Linked DNA regions of Gossypium hirsutum: all the other regions are linked to region 2. The links are chromatin contacts, called in public Hi-C maps. All regions are on one chromosome and are shown on one strand. The core of a region is the stretch at or near the end of the contact, and the rest is flanking DNA. Distances in the headings are between cores, read along the strand shown. Region 1 holds the start of LOC107955867 (pescadillo homolog). Region 2 has its middle 4.4 kb from the start of LOC121232242. Region 3 has its middle 5.5 kb from the start of LOC107953091.

The links. A called contact is a pair of places that touch in the nucleus more often than the background predicts.
Region 1: a Hi-C map of leaf shows a contact between it and region 2, with 2.4 times the contacts expected there. The contact joins the promoter of LOC107955867 here to the enhancer-like site in region 2. A contact is called at or near these places in 2 of 34 Hi-C or Micro-C datasets (callus and leaf).
Region 3: a contact with region 2 is called in a Hi-C map of hypocotyl, with 2.7 times the contacts expected there. The contact joins two enhancer-like sites. A contact is called at or near these places in 5 of 34 Hi-C or Micro-C datasets (hypocotyl and leaf).

Annotation. Positions count from the first base shown.
Region 1 is chrA07:25,864,786-25,867,616 of Gossypium_hirsutum_v2.1, reverse strand. It overlaps LOC107955867 (pescadillo homolog), which reads left to right and starts at 1,554. Exons shown (of 1, transcript XM_016891655.2): 1 at 1,554-2,831. The coding sequence starts at 2,283.
Region 2 is chrA07:26,118,243-26,121,010 of Gossypium_hirsutum_v2.1, reverse strand. No RefSeq gene overlaps it. Among protein-coding and RNA genes, the nearest start is that of LOC121232242, 4.4 kb to the left of the region's middle. Within about 2 kb of position 1,275, at least 9 of the 9 cell types and tissues checked have an H3K27ac peak or open chromatin away from gene starts, as enhancers often do. A contact at or near this core is called in hypocotyl and leaf, where this site is marked.
Region 3 is chrA07:26,349,110-26,351,985 of Gossypium_hirsutum_v2.1, reverse strand. No RefSeq gene overlaps it. Among protein-coding and RNA genes, the nearest start is that of LOC107953091, 5.5 kb to the right of the region's middle. Within about 2 kb of position 1,400, at least 9 of the 9 cell types and tissues checked have an H3K27ac peak or open chromatin away from gene starts, as enhancers often do. A contact at or near this core is called in hypocotyl and leaf, where this site is marked.

The DNA.
Region 1 (2,831 bases), core at 305-2,804, 250 kb after region 2:
TGGAGACTTTAACTAATAAACTGTACTAATTGGCCCGACCAAAAATTCTAGAAAAAAATTAGTAGATAGATATATGAGTCTAGTTTCAGGAAAATTTTACAAAATTAGATTTCGAGTTTCGTAACTCGAGATATGATTTTTAAAGCGACTGTGATGCAGTTAGCCAGCTTGTCTGGAAATTTTAAAATGAATTGTATGAGCTGTTTAAGTAATGAATTAAGTCTATTAACACCTCGTGTTCGACTCCGGCAATGGTCTCGGGTACGGGGCGTTACAAGTTTAATCCTTTTACAACTTTTTTTAACTATAATGTTGAAAAAAATTTATCAAAAATATAAAAAAATCTTTAAAAATTCAAAAAATTAATTAGGGTAAACTATATAAATGGTCACCCAACAATGTCCATGTTCCTGTATTGGTCACCCAACTTTAAAAATTTTCATTTTAGGCACTAACATTTGTATTCATTCTTGTTTTGGTCCCTCGCCGTTAAATTAATAACAGAAAGCCTTTTTCTAACTGGTATAATAACTCATTTAGTTTTTAATATTTACATATTCTATCAATTTGATCCTAATTCTAAATAATTCAATAAATTAACCCTTTACATTTACAAATTTTATCAATTTGATCCTCAAAACTTCCTAACCAAAACTTTTAGCTTTTAAAATTGGACAATATCGGAATTTAAAAAAAAACTAATAATTACTTGAAAAGTCTCAAGCAACAGTGATGGCTTGCCATTTTGGAGGCTCAAGGTTGTTGTTTGGTTTTTTTTTTCTAGTCTCTGTCACTGTAAAAAAATATCATTTTCATTTCATGCGTCCGCTGTGGTTGGAGCGATAGAGGACGACGTTTGAATGGTCGTCCTGTTTTCGACCAGAGAGGATGCTGACATGGTGGTTCAAGCGGCAGCGATGGGCTTGATAGGATAAAGCTTTTTTTAGAAAGGGTTTGAAAGGTTGTTTTTAGAATTTAATGAAATTAAAAAAAAACATAATTATAGTTTTAAAAATAATTTTTATAATTTCAAAATAAAATAAAATCGAAATTTCAAAATAAAATTTAAAGAACTTTATGATATTTTTATAATTTTTGAAATCTAACCTGTTATTTTTTAAAGGATTTTATGATTTTTTTTAAATTTTTTACATTATTATAATTTTGAAAAAATATTTTTTGTAGTTTCAAAAATAAATAAATAATTTTCTAAAATTTTAAAGAATTTTTGATAATTTTAAAAACATTATAATTAAAAAGAAGTATGAAATAACCAAATTAAATATTTTAATTATAGTGTAGAGGTTAAATTAAATATTATCGTGTTACGTTTTCGATCAAAATGTTATAATTCGATATTATTAATGATAAAAATGTAACATTTTATTTTTGTAGTTTGCACAAGAATTAAAATGGAATCGGCTGATGGGATTATAAAAAAGACGGTGCAGTTGGCGTCAATATAATCAGAGGAGTAGCTCCACTTCTTTACCTACCAGCACCCACCTGTTGTTTGTAAATAAGCAAAAAATAAGCAATACAAAAGCCCGCTCACCAATAGCGAACAAACACGTTATTTCAAGTAAACATTTTTTACCTGTTTGCCACATTCTATTCCTCTCTTACTCTTCCCAACTTCAGCGCAAAATTTAGCTTTCAATCTCTTCCAGACCCCCCCCCCCCGGCCCAAAAGAAAAAAAAAACAAAAACAAAAATCTCTTTGCCTTTTTTGATGAATTTCTCGATTGATGATCATTAGCAGAAGGTAATCCTTTCATGAATTTTTCTTCTTTTTCTTCAATACGATGATCAAAATCATTTGTTCAAGTTTTTGCAGCTTTCCCATTATTCTTCTTTAGATTGTCAAACAGTACAATAAAAGTTGAAAATTTCCCTTTTTAGATCTTGTTGAGGATTTTAATTGATTTTATGGGCCTTCGCTGAATTTCGGTCGTGATTAGATATGGGATTCTAGAGCTTTGGAGGATTCTTGGGATATTTATATGATAATAGGTCATAAATTTTTAGTCCACCCCAGTTTCTCGGTACTTTTTCCGTTTGGTTTGTAAGAAGAAGGTAGGTGTTAAAACTTATAGCTTTTTAGGGTTTTTTTCCTGGTTGATCTAAGAGAGAAACTTGGTTTGATTGACCGCAACTAATTGAATCGGGTCTGTGAGGTTGGGTTTCTGTTTTATTGAATATTCCAGCAATAGATAAACAATGGAACTTTAAGCTTTTTCCTGCAAGGAAACGATAAGTTGGGTGTTTGGATTTCGGCGTAGATGGATGATTCGGGTTTGGAATGCGGATTTTTATCAGGTCCGAATGGAGGGTTGTTTGATCTTGAGTCATCCATTCAGATAGAGCAGCAGCCACAGAATCATGTCGTCATGATGACTGGCCTCGGAAACGAGCACCGCTCCACTGGATTAACGGAAGCAAAAGGCTCAAGCCAGAAAGGTTTTCCGATGAATTTTGGTAAAGGGAAGGGAGTTAGTCCGGTGATTGCTATAACTGATGGAAGCATGAGTGAAGAAGATGAACCAAGTTACAACGAAGATGGAAATGGTGAGAAGTGCGAAGGCAAGAATGGATGGCCATGGAAGAGAATGAAATGGAAGGACAATGTGGTTAGGCTTCTAATAGCAGTGGTTTCTTGTGTGGGAGATGAAGAAGGTGTGGAGGGGCTTAAGCGAAAATCCAGGATTCTGCAAAAGAAGGGAAAGTGGAAAACGGTATCCAAGATTATGATTAGTAAAGGTTGTCATGTTTCACCTCAACAGTGTGAGGATAAATTCAATGACTTGAACAAGAGATACAAGAAATTGAAT
Region 2 (2,768 bases), core at 26-2,525:
AAGAAGACCCACGGCATTCAGAACTACAACAACATCTATATACCCTGAGTTTCTTTTATCGTTGCAACTAGAAGGGGAGGAATAAGTTGAATACAGATCACACAATGGTCTTGTAAGTGCTGAAAAAGTTGGGTGCTCAATAGCCCTGCAAAAATTAGAGGAACATCATTGTACTCAGAAACTACTTAAAAATTAGAGGAACTGGAAATGCTCTTAGTCCACTTCAGCTCAACATCTACTGTCTCCATGAAAAAAAAGGATTATTTAACCACTGGTGAAGCTAAAATCTCCACATGGGACGCTACTAATCTGCTATCCTATATGAAAGCTCAAAAACGCCCCAAGCAAGTTAACAGACATCCATGAATGCCTAATAAAATCGACAATGGAAACACAATACAACAATAGTAAGAATAGTTATGGGGTTTCTAAAATCCACGGTAACGTAAATGATGATAATCATTAACTATACAAAAAGAAGTGAACATTAGAGTATTAAGCTTAATTCGTTTAAGAAATTCAGCAACCCTAAAATTACACAACAAAATGCGATAAAATAAAGTTAAAATTCCAACTAAGGAATAAACAAATAAAAAAACGATAAGAGATAAGAAATGAATCGGGTCAATCGCATCTACTAACTGAAGCTTTGAAGGTAGAAATGTTGAGATTTTTATACAGAAAATAGCAAGAAAATTAAAAGGGAAAGCTTCCCTGTAGTGAAGAATTGGGGGTCGAGTGGTGTAGGGAAGAAGAGGATGAATTTTCATCCTTCTTCCGATTTCTGGAAAATCCAGCAAAAAACCACCAATTTCATAAAAAACTTGAAGCTTTTGGGTGACTCACCAACAGATCTATGGAGCAGAAAGATGGAGAAGGAAGATGCTGAGAGACAGAGATGGCAAGGCAGAGATGAGGAGAGGCGGAAGCTTTGAGGAATGGAAAATGTCTGCTGCTTAGAAGAGAACAGAAAATGTCTGCTTAGAGAAGAATGGAAAATGTCTTACCAATTTTGAAGCCGTAAGACAATTTCCGGAGGAATGGGCTTGATTTTACCGTGTTTTGGAAAATGGTTTCCTAAAGGAATTCATTTTCCCCCAAACAAACACCGGAAATGATGTAAAATATTTTCCAGAAACCATTTTACAGCAAACAAACGCACCCTTAGTGTGGGAATTTCAGCCGAAGTTGATGCGGGGGTTAGTAGGCCGAATAGTGGAATGGACCGGGCATATGAGGATGTTGCCAACATGGGCCTGGTGTTGGGTTTGGGTCAAAGGGAGGGTCAAGTTGGGCTGGTAGATATTGACGAAAGATTGGACTCTCTTAGGTTTGAAGGGCATCTTACGGGCAGGGAAATTCTTCCTGTCGAAGATCAGATTTTCCCGATCGATAATTTTAATTTAGCAACTCCAGAAGCAGAGGATAGGGACATAAGCCAAGAGGTAGAAGAGGAATTTTACAACACTATTAGAAGTAAGAGGAAGAAGAGACAGTTTAATAAAAGAATTATGTCAATGCAAGCCATTCAAGACGGGGTGTTGTCTTCCAAAGAAATTCAAAGAAGAGATCGAAATAGAAGAAAGGGCAAGAGCAGCGCAGAGCCAGGAAGTGAAGACAAAGTGGTTAACCTCTCTTTGTCCGATTCAGAATTAAGCAACAGGAGAAAGGTTATTCTTAGAGAGGTGAAGCAGACTTGGGAAGTTGGGAAGAAATTGGGGCTTAGGGTGCTGGGAGAAGAAAGAGACGTTATCGAGGAAATTATGAGGCTTGAGGAGCAACAGTAAAGGAGGTCGGGTATAGCTGTACATATTTGCCAATCAGGTGAGTTTTTTCCTGTACTAAGATTGTGTGGACGAGTTTTTAATTGGGAAAAATGAAAATTGTATCGTGAAATATTAGGGGGTTGGGTTCTGATGGTAAAATAGTTGCGATTAATAGATTAGTCAGAATTCATAGGGTGAATGTGTGTTTTCTACAAGAAACTAAGCTTGAGAAAGTGTCAGGAGATTTAGTTAGAAGAATATGGGGCGAAGATTATTTTGAATTCCGATTTGCTGCTGAAGTAGGACGTTCAGGTGGTCTTATTACCATATGGGATAAATCAAGTTTTATAACGAGAAAGGTTTACTGTACTAACCGTTTAATTGTGGTGGAAAGGAATTGGTGTTGTGAGGGGTGGGAAGGGGTTCTGATTAATGTGTACACGCCAAATGGGTTGCTGGAGCAGAAAATTTTTTGGGTAGAAATATTAGAGGTTAGGGATAGGTTCACATATTTTTGGATTGTTGGGGGAGACTCTAATGCAATTAGGAACAAAAGTGACAAAAGTAATTGTGTAGGTTTATTAAGAGGGTCGAAGGACTTTTTGAGCTCTTTAGAGAGATGTAAATTGGTAGATTTGCCTTTGTTGAGGAGGAAATTCACTTGGTATGGCCCAGAGAATAAGAAGAGCAGACTGGATTGGTTTTTGGGTAGATGAAGTTTGGTTCAAAAAGTTCGAGGTCATTCAACAGCAGGGGTTAAATCATTCTGTTTCAGATCACATCTCGATTTTATTATCGTACGGTTCTGTGGAATGGGTCCAAGATTGTTTAAGCTTTTTAATGCGTGGGTTCATAACAATGAGTGTATGAGTATTATCAGAAACGAATGGGGTTTGTTGGGTAATTCGAATGGTAGGGATTCAGGGAAATTGAAGAAACTCAAAGGTGCTCTTAAAAAATGGAATGGGGAAGATAGAGTTACGTTAGAGAGAAGGCTTAATG
Region 3 (2,876 bases), core at 151-2,650, 230 kb before region 2:
AATAATTTGATTATTATAATTATAATATATATATTAACGTATATATAAAAAGGGTAATGAATAAGTAAATGGTAATAAAATAGTAATAATGATAGATGACAGAATGATAATAATAACAGAAATCAAAATAAAACAAACAGTCAAGGAAAGAAAGCAAATATTTAAAAGCAATAAAAGAATAATAGATGAATAATAAAACAAACAGTCAAGGAAAGAAAGCAAATATTTAAAAGCAATAAAAGAATAATAGATGAATAAATGCAAGGACCGAATATAAACGAATAATTCATTTTAATAAATAAACAAATTAATGAAAAAAAAGGAATAATGAATGTAAAGTAAATAAATAAATAAAAGAATTAAATAAAAGGGGTTAATTGAAACTTAAAAGGAACTGAAAAAGGAATAAAATGGAATAGGGGACCAAAATACAGTGCGCGAATGAGATGGGGGACCAAAAGGAAAATATTTCCACCCTCCAAAATGCAACACCTTATACTGGACTGAAATGAAATAGAAATAGAATTCTGGGGTAAAATTAAAAGATAAAACAACATAATAGGACCAATCGAAACCAGCCTCAAATGCGGAAGGACTAGAGGCGAAAATAGACCCCTAGTCTAGGCAGTTTTCGGGTCGGGTCGCGCGGGTCATGCCATCATACGACGCCGTTTTGGGGCCATTGAGACAGGTCCTTAACGACACCGTTTCGTAGTCCCTTAAAAGCAAAAAATTTTCTGAAAAAAAAGGGTCTGCCATTATTTTCTAGAAAAAACAAAGGGTTTCCCCTTTTCCTCTCAACCCTCTCGATCCTCAACCCCGAGTCCAGCCAAATCTAGCAAGCCACCACCGTAACTCCGCCGTGGGTGGTGGCCGGAAGTGCCAAAATCAGGCCTTTTCGACCCCTTTTCAACCCCCTTTTTATTTATAAAAAAATTTCAAATCCTACGTTTATTTTTAAAAAAAATAAAGAGCGAGATTCGTAAAAACAAATGGGGTTTCAACACCGTTCGATCCCTCGAACGAACCTCCCCGTTTTTGAGGTATTCGAGTTCTCATCGGCGACGACTCAGGTAATCCCTTTTTTATTTTCTTATTTTTTGAAACTAAAGCCAAAATCAAAACGGAAAATAAAATAAAAAAGGAATAGAATAAAACGCAACCTTTTCTCTGTTAATTGCTTCTATTGTATTTCAAAATGCGTGTGTTTGTAACCAAAATACAATACGCTTCTGGCCTTGTTTTATAGCTGAATGGAAAAGAAAGAGTACAAAGTTTTTTTTGCTGTGCTGTTGCTTTTGTGTTTGTTTGCAGGTGCAAAGATCGTGGCACTCAGCGTACGGAGGCTGTGCTGGCGTACGGAGGTGCGCTGGAGGCCGTATGTGGGGGAGCGGCACGAGGCAGATGGGGGCTAGGGTTTTGGCTGAATTTGTTTTAGTTTCTGGGCCGTTTGGGCCTTAGGGTTAGTTTTGTTTCAGGCTTGTATTTGGGTTTTAAGTATTTGAATTTTGGGCCATTGTAATAGTTTTGGGTTTGGGTCTTTTTTTTAATTTGGGTTTGAATTTGTAATCTGGATTGTAAAAACTGTTTGTTTAAGTTTAATTTTTACTTTTTGCATCTGTATGGGTCCGGACTAATTGGGCCTGTTACAATTATGAAATTGATATATATTTAATTAAGCATAATATAAAATAAAAATAGATTGGTATTGTGTATTATTATATGAAAGTAAAATTAATTATTTAGTTGAAAATAAAAATATTTATAATTTTAAAAAATCAAAATCATTTGAATTGATTTAAGACTTTGTGACTTGGATTTATGAACATCCTAAAAAATTAATCGAGCTTAAAAGAAATTTAAACTTAAGAAAGATTCCAAATAAAAAAAGATGTCAATTCAAAATAATTTAATCCGAGCCTACCCGAACCCGTCAAATACCATATCTGTGCCTTTATTACCATTCTTTTCAGGAAATTATTATGAAGATCTTTACCAATATAAATTAATCTAAGTTGCACTCACTTTGACTTTTATATATATATATATATATATATATATATAGTTTTGTGTATTCTTTGTCCCATGTAACCTAACTTTGTTGTAATCTATAATATCTTTAAAATTTAATTACATATTTGGACCTAATTTCTTAACTTCACTCTTTACAAAATTGCAGGTACTCGTTACCAATTACTTAGTCAACTTAAATCTATGGAACAATCAACAAAAATCAAAATAATAGTGACGAGGACTTTAGCAAGAATTCCATCCTACTAAACAAAAAAAAAAAACTATTGAATTTAGAGTTTGTGGGGTACCAACACACAAATATTTATTTTTTAGAATGTTCCAAATCTTTTAAAATAATTCTACAAATTTTTAGTACTTCATTGTAGAACAATGCCATGCATTTTAACATTATAGCTTTTGATGCAACAATGTTTCCCCTAATAATGAAAGAATATAATATCTAACCCATTAGTAGATTTCGAGGATGAAATCCCTAGAGACTATATCACATATCTAACTAAAGAGACCCAAGTTCACGAGCTTCATGAAAATCCAACTTTATATCCTCGTGGTTGTTTTTACTTTATATCCATACCGACAAGTTAAACATGACAAAAAACTGGACAGGTATGCTTTAATATCCTCATTTATTCTCTTCGACACAATAATATGCAATAATGTATTTTATTATTCTATGTAGATGTTATTGGAATTGTCTTATATTGACCAATAGAGCCAATAATGTGAAGAAGCGATATATTTTCATGAAGAAGGAAGGTATAAGAACGAAATTGGATTTAACATTTTAATAAAAAATCAACAAACATTTCAACTAAAACTCCATCTTATTTATCAATTATATG